Linked DNA regions of Mus musculus: all the other regions are linked to region 3. Evidence: chromatin contacts called from public Hi-C and promoter capture Hi-C data. All regions are on one chromosome and are shown on one strand. Each heading gives the region's core, a stretch centred on a gene start, on an enhancer-like site or on the middle of the called end of the contact. The rest is flanking DNA. Distances are from core to core; before and after follow the strand shown. Region 1 overlaps Mta1 (metastasis associated 1). Region 2 holds the start of Tmem121 (transmembrane protein 121). Region 3 holds the start of Cdca4 (cell division cycle associated 4).

What was found. Hi-C and Micro-C count contacts between places; a contact is called where the count stands out from the background. Capture Hi-C pulls out chosen DNA fragments and counts their contacts.
Region 1: a contact with region 3 is called in a Hi-C map of the G1E-ER4 cell line, with 3 times the contacts expected there. The contact joins the enhancer-like site here to the promoter of Cdca4 in region 3. A contact is called at or near these places in 3 of 39 promoter capture datasets (the C10 cell line, liver and pre-B cells), 2 of 484 Hi-C or Micro-C datasets (CD8 T cells and the G1E-ER4 cell line) and 1 of 115 datasets of contacts at active chromatin or transcription factors (stem cell-derived epiblast-like cells).
Region 2: a promoter capture Hi-C map of adipose tissue shows a contact between it and region 3. The contact joins the promoter of Tmem121 here to the promoter of Cdca4 in region 3. A contact is called at or near these places in 1 of 39 promoter capture datasets (pre-B cells), 1 of 484 Hi-C or Micro-C datasets (embryonic stem cells) and 1 of 9 other capture datasets (adipose tissue).

Annotation. Positions count from the first base shown.
Region 1 is chr12:113,105,847-113,110,343 of GRCm38.p6, forward strand. All of the region lies in intron 1 of Mta1 (metastasis associated 1), which reads left to right. Among named protein-coding and RNA genes, the nearest start is that of Mta1, 9.8 kb to the left of the region's middle. Within about 2 kb of position 1,780, at least 72 of the 459 cell types and tissues checked have an H3K27ac peak or open chromatin away from gene starts, as enhancers often do. A contact at or near this core is called in the G1E-ER4 cell line and liver, where this site is marked.
Region 2 is chr12:113,182,950-113,187,366 of GRCm38.p6, forward strand. It overlaps Tmem121 (transmembrane protein 121), which reads left to right and starts at 2,954. Exons shown (of 2, transcript NM_153776.2): 1 at 2,954-3,009.
Region 3 is chr12:112,826,307-112,831,134 of GRCm38.p6, forward strand. It overlaps Cdca4 (cell division cycle associated 4), which reads right to left and starts at 3,215. Exons shown (of 2, transcript NM_001359234.1): 1 at 3,000-3,215. Gm52009 (apical junction component 1 homolog) reads left to right here and starts at 2,395. Exons shown (of 2, transcript XM_030247054.1): 1 at 2,395-2,404; 2 at 2,702-3,970. The coding sequence starts at 2,395. The coding sequence ends at 3,486.

The DNA.
Region 1 (4,497 bases), core at 530-3,029, 280 kb after region 3:
TTGCTGGTGCGAGCCCTCCCTCCAGCTTTGCTCTTTACAGAACAGTGCCTTCTGTCCTGGTTCCTGGCTTCCCTGTCAAAGCCTTGTTGGGCTTTGTTTGTTTGATTTCTCGCTGTGTAGCCCTGGCTGTCCTGAATTCTCTTGTAGACCAGGCCTCAACCTCACAGAGACCTGCCTGCCTCTGCCTAGGAGTACTGGAATAGAGCAGCGTGTCACCAAGCCTGCTCTTGGTTGGTTGGTTGGTTGGTTGGCTGGCTTTCTGGTTTGGTTTTGGTTTTTCGAGACAGGGTTTCTCTGTGTAGCCCTTGTCATCCTGAAACTCACTGTGTAGATCAGGTTAACCTCAGACTCAGAGATCTGCCTGCCTCTGCCTCTGCCTCCCGTGCTAGGATTAAAGATGTGTTCGACGACTTCCCTGACTGTTGCTGATTTTTTTTTACTGTGTAGTATTTTACATTTATTTATGTAAAACACAGGTGTGTGTGTGTGTGTGTGTGTGTGTGTGTGTTGTGGGATGTGCATGCGTGCCAAAGCACACATGTGGACAACTTAGGGGAGCCTGTTCTTTCCCTTCGACCATCTGGTTTCTGGGAAAATGAGGTCAGGTTGTAGGGTTTGACTGTGAGTGTTCTTAGTTGCTGGCCCTGGCTTGTTGATTTCTACAAAGCAAACAAGTTAGTGAGATTTGGATGACCCTGGCTGATGGCAGGGCCTCTTGGAGACTGGCAAACTGCATTGGCAAACGGTACTGCCTAGGTTTGTGTGACTCACGATCTAAGAATGGCGTTTACATTTTTATGTGGTTGAGGGGGAAAAAAATCACAAGAATACTTTGTGACATGAGATTATATGAAATTCAAATTGCTTTACCCATAAATAAAGTTTTATTGGAACATGGCCACAGAAGCTCCAGTGTGGCTGGTTCCGAGCCACACCGAGGAGCCTGTCTTCCCAGGCACAGAACAGACCACTGAGGCTTTGCCATCAAACATGGGGTGGGGCTGTCACAAAGCAGCCATCCAGGTCTCCATGGACCACTGGTTGGGCATGCTGTGATTAAATAGAGCTCTAATGCCCTCTGCCTGGAGACCACGCAGACCTGTAGCTGGGGGGCTCAGTTCCACCAGATCCCCACACTTCACAGGCTAGTTGTGCATCCATGGCTGTAGCCTGTGCTCCTGACTGAGAGCTTTGGATCAAGGCTCCCATGACACTCTTCAGGTTCAGTTAATTTGTTGGAGCAGCTTGCAGGGGTAAACACTTGTCCTGTTTGCTGCCCCATTACAAAGGACACAAGCACACAGATGAAGAGCTGGAAGTCCCAACCCCTGATCCTGCCTGGTCTTTCAGTAGTTAGCTCTGTGCTTGGCAATGCCCTGTGTGTGTGTGTGTGTGTGTGTGTGTGTGTGTGTGTTAACCATCTCACGGGTGTCCTGTGATGTGCTGGGTACCAGAGAGCCTCAGGTATATGGGTCTATGGGTCTCCTGTGTTAGTCAACTTTTTACTGCTTTCACAATTTGAGACTACCAGTTTACAAGGAAGAGAGTTTATCTTGGCTGACAGTTTCTGAGGTTTCAGTCTGTCAGTTGTGTTGCTGTTGGACCTGTGACACAGCAAAGCATTTGAGTAGAAATGTAAGATGTCACAGAACTGGGCATTTTACAGCGACTTGGAGCATTAAAAGCACAAAACAGGAAAGGCACACAGGCCCTGCCCCCAACACTGCCAAGCTGGGGACCAAGCCTTTCTGAGCATGGGTCTGTGGAGGCACCCCATATCTTATAATTGCACATGCAAAGAACACTCTTATCTCTGTGAAGGTCCCAAGGCTTTTTAGAAGCCATGTGCCAGGAAGTGAGGATGGAGACCACGTATGCATTTCCTTTGTCAACAGTATCACAGTAGCTGTTGCTTTTGTGTGTGCCTGACACAGCAGGTCCTAGGAACACAGTGGCCTTACTATTTTGAGCCCAGGTGTGTGCTGTGAATATACTTGTACTTAGGGACTTTGTGGTTTTAAGGCAGTGGCAAATAATGCCACTAGTCATTGATTACCTCAAATGGTATAGTCTTGCCTGATATCCAGGACTATCACTGTGGGAGGAGTACGGTGTATGTTGGCTTTACAGTATCGTCAACTTGAAGCAGAATGGTCAGAACAATAAAAAAATGTAGAGGGAGAATCTCATACCAAAGGAGCCTCCTCAGTAAGTGAGGATATGTTAGATATGTCAGATATGTCAGATATGTTAGATATGTCAGATATGTTAGATATGTCAGATATGTTAGATATGTCAGATATGTCAGATATGTTAGATATGTCAGATATATCAGATATGTCAGATATATCAGAAGGGAGGTTGAAGCAGTGCACTTGGCCGCTGCTGCTCAGCCATTGATTGGAGGCACCAGAAGAGGATGTGAGCCTCTGAGTTAGTCTGTAAGCTGGAAGTAGTTGGGAGAAAACTGGAGGTGCAAACAGGAGAGGAGTCTGCTAAGATGTGTGACGGTGCATGGGGCTGAAGGGAGCGGGGACTAGACAAGTGAAAAAATAAAATAAAAATCAAGACCCAGAAAGGCAGCCACACCTCACTGAGTTGGTGCCACAGACAGCGTGCTTCTGACTACAGGGCCTTGCTTGGCCATGATTCTGTGAACATTGTTAGAAGCAAGAAGGTGGACATGGCGATCGGTCCTTGAATACAGCTCAGCATGGTGACCTCCCAGTGCTTTTGGACCAGAATGGAAGATTCCCAAAACAAGACAAACCATTTAGAGTCACCATTAGTAAAGCAATGAATGGCTTAGATTTGGTTCTTGCTACATGCTTGGTAATGCTGTTAGTTCATTGTGATGTAATCTCGCTCAAGGCCACACAACATTTGTTTGCAATGCTTAGACTGTGTTAAGTTCACTCTTACTGGGGAGAAATAGAACTGGAGGTCTGAGCAGAAATAGTTCCTCCCTGGCAGAAGCTCGTGTCTGAGCCAGGAGTTGGCCCCAGCAGCCCCAGAGAGGTTGGCCTGTACAGTAGCCCTTGCTCTGAAGGGTGGGAGGCATTCCTTAGACTGCCCTCAGGACCCGTCCTTTGCTAGCAATGCTCAGGAGACTACAGTGCTGTTAAACCCAGTTACCTGCTTCTTGACTAGAAGGGTGCGCCGCACTAGCCGTGGCTAGCACGTGGTACTGATGACTGGGGACACACGTGGAGGTGGGCCTTGGAACCAGGACTGTTACTGGAGTGTGGTCACATGTCTGTGAGTGACCACTTTCTCAGTCTCCGTCCCTTCGGGAGTCAAGTCGACACCATGCAGCCTCAGCCGTGGATCCATGTTAGTACCAAGGATGGTTGTCATGGCCAGAGCCACTCCCAGGACTGTGTGCACAGCCTGGCGTGCAGGGAGAGCGCTCGCTTTGGACATCTTCAGGGAACAGGTCCATGGAAAAGCACACAGCAGGCTCCGCAGCAACTGCGTCTGCTCTGCTCAGATCGGTGTCTGCACACACAGTCCATGCTTGCTATCCCATTGAGGGTTCGAGCAGAGCAGTACCCCTGAGCTGTTGTCACCCCTAAACCTCTTATCGAGAGTTCGAGCAGAGCAGTACCCCTGAGCTGTTGTCACCCTCTAAACCACTTGTTTTTTCATTGATCCATCTGGCCAGTTTTTAAATTTTTTATTTCAATAAAACATTTGGAAGTTTTGCTGTGCCTGTGTGTTTCGCTCGGTTCAGGCTTTACCTGCCTGCCTAAATTGTACCTTGTGGGTCAGCAGAGATGTGTCAGTCTCTACTGTAGTTTATGCGTGGCTTTTACAGTCCTGTTTTAATTGTGTGTCAGTGTGTGGGTATGTATGTGCATGAGCGCAGGTACCGTGGCGGCCAGAGGAAGCCATCTGATCCTTGGGCTGGAATTAGGGGCATTTATTCATCCCTGTGGGTTTGGGAGCAGTACGTATTAACCTATTAACTGCCGAGCCGTCCCTACTGTTTATACTTTTATAATACACACCCTATCACTGTGTGTGTGTGTGTGTGGTGTGAGAAAACGAGGCTCTCACAGTCCACCACCAATGAACTGCCATTGTTGGAAGGCCTGCATCACTGTCTTCCACGGGTGTAGGAGGCTCTCTGCTCCTGAGCGAGCTGTACGGGTTTGTGTTCTAGGCAGTTGGTTTGTTCAGCAAAGTTGTTGAGTAGCTGGCACAGATGGAGCAATGGCCTCCGTGATGTTCTCCCTCCTCACAGCGCTCCTGTCGTGGCGGGTGGTTTTCTATAGCTTTTCTCTTTTATTAATGTTTTAGTCTCATTTTAGTTTCTTTGTTTTCTATGTTCTGTGTTCTTGGTTTTCTTCACGCTAGAGTGTAACGTGCACTTAGCACACTTCCTGCTGGGCAGGTACCTCTGAGGTTTGGAAGAGGCATGGAGTTGGGTCACTGCTGCCACTGAGCGTGTCCTCTGGTAGTACGACCCCCTTCCCTCGCCACTGCCTGTTCCCT
Region 2 (4,417 bases), core at 1,704-4,203, 360 kb after region 3:
GGGTTGAAGAGGGAGGGATGGGGTGGATGTCTTTACCTTGTTCTTGACCATGGTGCAAAGCATTCAGACTTTTGTCCTGAGATAGTTACATGCAGCCCAGACTGGCCCCAAGCTCAGAATGTCACTGAGGGTGGCCCTGAGCTCCAGATTCTCATGTCCTCACTCCCCACACGGGGATTAAGGCGTGCACTACTATGCCTGCCTTTGGCCACTCTTAAACATCATGATAGTTGTAGTTTTGCTATTGATTATTGTAGGCTCCCTGTAATAGACTTAGGTGATATCAGGCATATTCTTTCTGTTCTGGTTCGTTTGATGGCTGCAGACTTTTGCTGGATCATTTGATTTGAGCACATGTTGTTTTGTTTTTGTTGTTTGTTGTTTTTGTTTCTGATTTTGTTTTTTTTTTTTTTTTTTTTTGTTTTGCTTGAGACAAGGTCTCACTATATAGCCTTGGCTGGCCTGGAACTTGATATGTAGATCAGGCTGACACAGACTCTCAGAGAACCCCCTTTCTCTCCCTCTCAAGTGCTGGGATTAAAGGCGTGCATTAAGCCCTGTAGTTTTTTGATTCCTGCTAGCATAGTAAGTAGATCACATCATTTATTTTCCACATTCTGAGCCAGCCCTGCATCCCCTGTCTGACCTATATTTGTTTATTTCTGTATTGCTTGACTGTCTGCTCTTGTGTAGTTGAAAGTTTCAGTGTTGTTCTGCCCTGGGCCCTGTTGATTTTGATTCTCTTCGTTCTCTGAACAAAGAAGCATAGTTTGTGACTGTGCCCTGCACATTTCCAGGTTGTGCTCTGAGGCTGGACAGCTGAATCCCACCCAGAGATCTAACGGAGTACAGCCATGGCTGGGCTAGGATGGCGAGTCAAGAGGCTGTGTGGGTCAGAGTGGGCTTGTAATTGGGTAACCTGAAAAGGTCCTCTGGATCTACTTTGTATGGGCTACCCTGCGCCAATGTGACCGTGTCAGCCCCCTCTAGACCTGAGACTACAGGTCTCTGACTTATGTATTTTTTAGGTACTATATTGTCATGCTTTAAGATACTGGTCTTAGGTCCTGGGCTCGTTACCCCCTCATGACAGTCCTGAGAGCCGGAACTACAGGTGTGGCCACAGCAATAATCTCCACTGCCTTTTAGTTGTGTGGAGTTGCTTCAGGTCAGAAAATGCATTGGTTTCTCACTGTGGCTGTAGCAAGCGCTTGAAGCAATACAGTTTGCTTGTGTGGTGGTACAGGCCTAAGCCCCAGTAGGCTCGTATCAAGGCTGCTTCTTTTTGGGGCCCTGTAGAATCCATATGCTGACTGAATCAGATTCTACAGAAGTCCATGCCCCTGACCCCTGGCCCCTTCTTTCTGGTGGTGCAGCCTCCTCACCCTCTGACCTGACCCTCTAGCCTTTCTCTTTTTTTTTTTTTTTTGCCGGTCTGATTTTCTTTTTTTTTTCCATTTTTATTAGGTATTTAGCTCATTTACATTTCCAATGCTATACCAAAAGTCCCCCATACCCACCCACCCTAGCCTTTCTCTTGTAAGGACCTTCGTAAAGACTCTGGACCACCCACCCATATGGTTCCTGGGTGATGTCTCCTTTTGTGGTCCTGACTATGAGCAGAGCTGGAGCGTCCCCTTTCCCTGTGTTTGCCCACAGATTCGAGGATGCTGGCATGGGATACAGAGAGAGCACTGAGGCAAGCTGGCAGGTTTTAGGTGAGGGTTGGGTTAACCGTGGCTGAGAGGAAGTAGGAGAACGAAGGAAGAAACAGAGCAGACAGGGCTGCCACCTGCCACCTGTCCTTCTCCTCCCAGCCGCCTCCTCACTCCTGCTTGACTCTGTCAGGGGTGTTCTCCCCCCAGGCCCCTGGTTCTCTAGGTTGAGGAGATCGAACCTTTCCTTGCTAGATGCAGGGCCTCTTCCTGGGTACACGAGAGCTTCGGGGTCTTGTTGCACTTCTGGGGAGAGAGCTGGTTGGTTGGGGCTCATACTGCTTACTACAGGGCTGTTCCTTAGCCTTCTCTCCCGACGATGGGCATCTTGGAACCACCCCCTACTAGGAGGGTGACCCAGTATGGCCTGATATTCTAGCTTCCCAGGGTCACCAGAACAGAATGCATCACTCAGAGCTGGCTGCCAAGTGTACCCAATGTCATTTAGGCTGCTGACAGGAGCTCCCCCCTTCAAGTTCCTTCAGCTCTCTTGCCCTCAGTGCTTGCAGAGCGAAGCTGCAGCTCTGGGAAGAAGCGTAGGCAACCAGTTAGCCTCCTGTTGTCCTCTGGGCAGGGCAGCCCTGCTATTGGGTTGTCAGGTAAGGAATGGGTCACTCAGTGAAGGCAGGACCTGGAGAGAAGTCTTATCCTGGAGCCTCGATGCACTCCCATTTGGCCCTCCTTGTACTGACTGAAAGCCTCACAGCTGGGTTTTCCCCATAGAGTATAACACTCCAGTGTTGGGATCTAGGCCCTAACGTGTGTGTGTCCCTGTGAGCCTGTGAGCCACTGCTGAGGTCTGGCCAGGAGGTATAACTGCGGCTAGCTAGCGGGGCACTTAGTCCCACCCCTTTGTCCAGCCACCTCCGCGGGTCCCAGTCCAGAGGTCTTCCTGAAGCAGGAAAGCAGAGTCGCTTTATTGGCTGTCAGGGTCTGAGCTTGGAGAGCTACATACAGAGCCATTTCATGGTGTGAGGAGGACTCTTTGACAATTTTTTTGCTGTGAGTGAGGCCGAGTGGACTGACCACAGGGTCTGGGGTGGATGCTAGGTTGTCTGTCACCTAGTGCCACCTGTCCTGAGCGCGCAGAGTTGTCGCCATGGCAACCTGAACTACGCAACAGCCTTAGGACCTGGGTCCTCTCTTGGCTGGGGTCCGGGCGTCCAGGGGGCGCGGGGCGGAGCCTCGGCCGGAGGCGGTGCCCGCGGCGGAGGGGCGGAGCGCAGCACGGAGCGCCTGGGCCCGGCGCGGAGGCTCGGCGGGGCCGGCCGGCGCGCTGCATCTGGCCGGCCGGGTAAGCGCGGGATGCGAACGGCGGGACAGCAGGAGGCGGGTGGCTGAGCCAAGCGGGTCGGCAGAGCTGGGCGGTAGGCGGCGGCGGCAACGGCAACGGCAGCGGCAGCGGTAGCGGCAGCGGCAGCGGTAGCGACTGCCAGTGGGCCTATACTATTCCCGCCCCCAGGCTGCAGGCCGTGGGCTGGGCAGGGGCAGCTGCATGGCGGCGGGACCAGGCCCAAGCCCCACTGGGGAAACCTTTAGTGGGAAAAGACAAACTGAAACGCAACCTGCTGGGAGCCATTAGACCCTCCTCAACGGGGTTGAGGAGGAGAGGACCCTCCTTCGCCTCAGCCTCTCCTTTGGAGATGCTAAGAGGGTATCTTGCAAAGCGTCAGAGAGAGAGAGAGAGAGACAGGCATTTTAGGGCTTGGAGGCCCTGAATCTCTCTCTGGTGTGAGGCTTGAACAGGGGGCAGGGTTGCTAGGGCATTTGGGCCTGGCGTGGGAGACTCAGGCCAGGTGGACCTGGGCTGGGTCTCTGGGAACATGGCTAGGGCAGAGTGTGGGGGAGGGGTCGTAAGGCTTGGGTTCTGGCTTTCTGAAGGCCGGGCACTCCTCTCTTAGCGGTTGGGGTCTGTCCCATTACCAATTGGCTCGTGACATTTGGTATTTGACAGTGACCGAGCAAGGGAGCGATGGTGTGCAGATGATGGAATGGGTTGGCCAGCAGCAGGCTATTCGGCCTGGACAATTGCTAAGAGGAAGGGAATTCTCAGGTTTTGGCTGTAGCCAATGGAGTTCCAGGTGGGCAGGGGTGGGTCCAGCCTGTGCGTCCTGGGAGAGGAGTACCTACCAGTGGGAGTGAGAGTGGGTGTACCTGACAAGGAGGAGCCCTGCTGTGGGCAGATGACTCCTAAACACCTTATAGAAGCGCACTGAGAACCCCAGGGGTGAATGGAAGAGGCAGAAGCTGAGATGGAGTTTGAGGGTTACTGTGGTGTCACCAGGAGCAGGTTGAATGCATCGCTGTCATGGGTGACACTAAATTTTATGTCTTTGTCTAGACAGGACAGTAAACAGAGCCCTTGTGCCAGGTGCTTTGGAGGAGAGGCCTTGATTGGAAGTGGCTTTGGGTTGGGTGGTGTGAACAAGCTCAGATATCAGGACGCACAATCTGGCCATCTGAGTACCACAGACATGACAGCCAGTGCCAGGAACATAGGGAGAGACTAAATCCCACTGATGGCTTTCCTGAGGTTGGCCCTGCGATCAGAGGAGCTGGAGGTGCAAGTGTGCTAGGCCAGAGAGGGTATAGCAGGAGGTGTGGTCAGGAGGAAAACACTTCTGGGGCGATGGCTAGCAATGGTGGGTCAGGGAAGAGAATAGTCTGTTTTGCCTTAGCCTAAGGAAGGGGAGCGATTGACT
Region 3 (4,828 bases), core at 1,965-4,464:
GAACTGGCCACAGAAGCCCTGCTACGCACACAGCCCCTGCCCATTCTCACTTGTTTAGCTGGTTATTTCCACAGCACACTAGACAGTCTCAAAGAGAACCAAAAAATCACAAAACAAAAATGTTCCACAAAGGCAGGTGTACGCCTTTAGTCCCAGCACTTTGGAGCCAGAGGCAGGCAGATTTCTGTGAGTCCAAGGACAGCCTGGTCTAGAGTGACTCCAGGGCTGTTATACAGAGAAACTTAAGACCCCAGGGGAAAAGCAGCAGCTCTACAATTCTAAGCACCCAGAGAAACCCTTCAGATTCCTCGTTCCTAGCCCTTTCTTCTCCCACTGTGCTGAGTCCACAGCAAGTTCTGTTTATCATGTCATATAGCAAGTGGATCATCCTGTCTGATAGGCCAGTGCCTACGTCCATGCACAAGCACACCAGGCAGTCTGCAGTCAGCACCATGTGGCTCCAGCCACAGACAAGGTTTTCTATTCCTGGTACTTTATTTCTGTACTCTTAACTTCTGGATTAGTAGTAGGGCAGAACCATTTTGAAGGCCCTTAATAAACACATCAAAAAACTGGTTTCTAAGAAGCATATGCCCTCACCATGTATATTTGCTATCAAACTACCCCTGATTTACTTTGTAAATTAAACACACTCCTCGCTGTGCCTTTTCCTTCGGGTATACACAACTTTTGCCAGCAGAGCTTTAACCAGCAAACGCTCCCTGTCTTGCCTCTGGCTCCTAAGTGCTGGGACTAAAGGCGTACACCTGCCTTTGTGGAACATTTTTGTTTTGTGATTTTTTGGTTCTTTCTTGTTCACCATCCTCACATGTAAAGATTTTAAACAAGGTGTCTGGAAACATCACTGACAGATGATAAAGGTTGGGTACCCAGAACTCACATGATGGCTTACAACTCCCTATACCTCCAGTTCCTTGGATCCAATGTCCTCTGTGGCCCCAGAAGGTATATATACACATGCACACCAATAAAAGTAAAATAATTAAGCCTGGAATGAAATGTACTCTTGTCTGCTTATCTGTCACTCTAGGACACAAGCCATAAGAGAACAGGATGGTGACAGAGTAGCTTCTAGAAAGACAGCAAGACGGAAGAGGGGGCTTGAGGGTGAAGGCCTACATCACCAGCACAGGTTGTGACTAGCCCTAATGGTACCTGCAAAGGGCTTTCCTACACCGCCTGGGCACAGCTTCCTCATGGCCACCTGTGTGCCTGACCTGATGTTGCTTAACCCTTCTAATGAAAGACGACAGGAAATTCTCCCTGCTAAGTTCTGTATAAATTACGTTCCACATCTCACACCTATTTCCAGATGGCCAGAATCGCTTTCCAAGTCTAGGTAAATGTCTGACATTCCTTCAGTCCAAAGCTAAGTCAAGGCACAATGGTGCCCTCCAATTTTCCCCACCCAAGCACTGGCTGAACAACAAGAGCCAGGCATTCTGGGGGCTCAGATAGTGTTGAGGCCGGTGGACAGTAAAGTGGAAGTGAGTGCTAACTACCCTACAACAACCTGAGGTAAAGAGACGGCCCAGGACTCCACAACCATCATATCTTGGAGCCGTCCTACCTCAGTGACCATGTGGGAGCAGCTTCCTGGGCTCTGACCATCCACTAGAGTCTTGGTTTTACCTGTGCAGATCTATGACAACCCAGGCTTGGATTGTAACCGCAAGCAAGCATTCATCTGGATGTTGGATTTTTTTAAGGAGAACCACAAGTTAATGGTTTCCAAGTTGGGCATGGTGGCAGACTTGGGAAGCAGAGAGAAGGAGAGTAAGGTTGTTTCTGGTTGCACTGTGAGTCTGAGGCCAACCTGGCCTGCAGGAAACCCTGTCTCAAAAACAAAACGAAAATCACAACTGTGTTAAAATACTTCCTCAAAGAGCAACTGGGGCGAGGGACTAGTTGGAAAAATCCTGGGGCCAGTGAACTTGATGGTCCTTTGATGGAGTTTATTGTCCCACTACGTCTGCTTCAGACTTTGTATCAGTGACCCTTGGAAGGATGTGGGGCTTTCTTATGCCTGCCTGCCTGCCTTCCTTTTAAGACTAGCACCTCTAAAATGGGGAGATTTCTGAATGCATTAGGTTGATGAGACAAACGACTATGCTTGCAGAAAACGTTTCCCAGAATCGTTTAGATCAGTGTCCAGCTCAGCTCTGCCATCTCGTATGTCAGATACAAAGGCCACCAGGAGGAAATACGCGGGTGCTGTACGTCTGTTTCAAGTGCTGGAAGAAGTCCCTTCCCTGGTGACCCTACCTAGGGGAGAAAAACTTTAGAAAAGGTTTCTGGAGGCTTTTTCTAGTTACAATTGGCCTCAGGACAGGCTAGCAAAGACAGAGCCCGGGTTCCGGCCAAGTTCCACCGATGCCAGGCAGTACCTACTAGGCCATAAATGATGAGTTTGGAAGGAAGTGGGGTCTACTGCAGTAGGGGAAGGGCAGGCAACACAAGACACTTCTCAAGGGAATGAAAATCCAAGAAACAAAGAAAAGAGCGCAAGGCCAACACTCACCAGGCGGGCGGCTGCACGGAGCCCACCCAGCCCTCCCGGAATCGGGAATCGGTCCCTGGCCAGCAGACAGACGGTTGGGGCTCGGCGCTGCTAAAAGCCAGGGAAGGTCCAGTCCCCCGAAACTGCGCACAGCAAGCGGCGGCCAGCTCGAAAGGTGAGGTGGAAGACCGACGCGGGGTGAACCAAAGAAGAGGGGACCGCGGAGAAAGGCAAGGCCACGGGAGGAAGAGAGAGCGGAAGCAGGGGAGCGTGGGCGGAGGGCGGGACGGCCAGCTCAGACCCGCCGCTCCGGCTCTCGGTATGTGTCACTCAACACGCCGCGGCGTCGTGAGCGCCGAAGGGCGGCCGGCGCAGGAAGCCCGAGGACCCTGAGGCCGCCCGACCGCCCCGGGGGTGCTCTGCGCCGACGCCGCCCATGCCGCAGAAGCTCGAAGGCGCAAACCAGCTACACACTTACCGGCGCCGCAAGGCAGACCCCGCCACTCCTTCGGGCACCCGGATCGGTCAGCGCCCACAAAGGGTCGCCATGGCGCCGCCGCACGAGCGCCGATTGGTGGCGTGCGGGGTGGAGCTTTGTTCAAACCCACGCAAGGCGGAGCCTCGCCGGCCGCGTCTCCCGCGCTTCGGCCTCAGCCGTTAGGCTCGCGCGCTGGGCCGCCCCGCCCCCGTTCCCAAGTCTCCCCGCGCCCCGCCCCGCCCCCGATCCCTTGTTTGTCGACGGCTCGACCCGTTCCCAGGGTTCCGCGCGCTCCGCTCCCAGGGTTCCGCGCGCCTGGCCACCGCCCCAGTTCCCAGGTCTCCTTGCGCCTGGCCCCGCCCCCAGGGTGCTTGCCGCGCCCCCTCGCGCCGGTGCCCGAGTCTCCTTCGTTATCCTGGCCCTCCTGACTCACAGCGGGGCGGTTAATGCCAGCCCTGGGCATGGCCGATGTCTACACCTTCTCTGAGACATAGAAGGGTTGAACGAGGCTCGGTGGTGGCATCCCTGAACAGGTCCTGGTTCGAGTTCCAACTGAGAAAAATTAAAATATAAGGTCCTGGTAGTGCACAAGATCTTAACGAGGACACCAAGTCCGGACGGCGTTGGTTGGGGGATGGAGTGAGGTGGGAAGGTGAGTGGATGCAGAATGTTCAGTGGGGATGCCACATTAGCACAGGGAGCAAGCTCGTTTGCTGGAAAAGACTGGAAACTCCTTCCGACCGGGACTTCTAATGAATGAGCGTTCGAGAGAAAAACCGGTGCCATAAGAGAAAGTATACGGCATACACATCACATCGTGTCTTTGTGGCTTCGTGGTTCACCTAAGCTCACTAATGCATTCCCATTCCTGGGCATACTTGCCCTTTATTTGATGGAAAGGCATGCCATCAAACTTTGACCTGGATACTAGCATGGTTTTTCTTTTGAATTACTATTATTTTTGGATTTACTTATCTGTGTGTGTCATTGTTTTGTCTGCATGTATGACTGTATTTCATGTTCGAGCCTACAAGTGATTGTGGGCTTCAGTGTGGGTGCTAACAACCTTATCAGGTCCTTTGTCAGAACAGCAAGTATTCTTAATCCCTGAGTGTCTTGAGTAAGCTAACGTGTAGTTAGTATAACAAGTAGTGTAACAAAAGTTATGTTTCATTATGCTGAGGGTCATTCACACTCTCAATTCCTATGTGGTCCTAAGCCTGTCTCCCCAACACTGCTCACCTGTCTAGGTATCTTAGCTGAAGGTCAGGTCCAGGCTCTAACATAAGTCTCTGATCCTGGAAGGTTCAGGATCCTAGGGAGACTCTCCAGCTGCAGGGCAAATCAGGGTGGCTTCTCTCCAGATGTGCAGGACAGAGCATTGTTCTTGGTCTCTGCTTACATACTGTCCAGTAGATATGGGGTACTAGGACTGTGTCTGACTATCTTGAGTGAGCGATGTCACTGGGTTCTGGTTGCCAGGTGCAGCCTTGGGTGTAGTGGGGTTCCTGACTACGCTATTTTTACATGTGGGTCCTAGGGATCTTAGGTTCGAGGCTTGGTGCTAAACTCCTGCTGAACCCCCTCAGCTCCATTTTCATTTCTTTCATCTCCTTTTTGGGTACTGGCTAAAAGCCTAAGGCACAGTTTCCCTGAGACACAGTTTTCCTGAGGTTCTGTGCTTTCTGGTTTTTTTTTTTTTTTTTTTTTTTTTTACCTCCTTGCCCGACTTAAAAGACAGTTTTCTCATCTCCTCTTGGAGGCCACAGGTTTTTCAGCTTGTTTATCCTGTCTTTTTTTTTTCCCCTCTAAGTTTAATAAAATTGTTT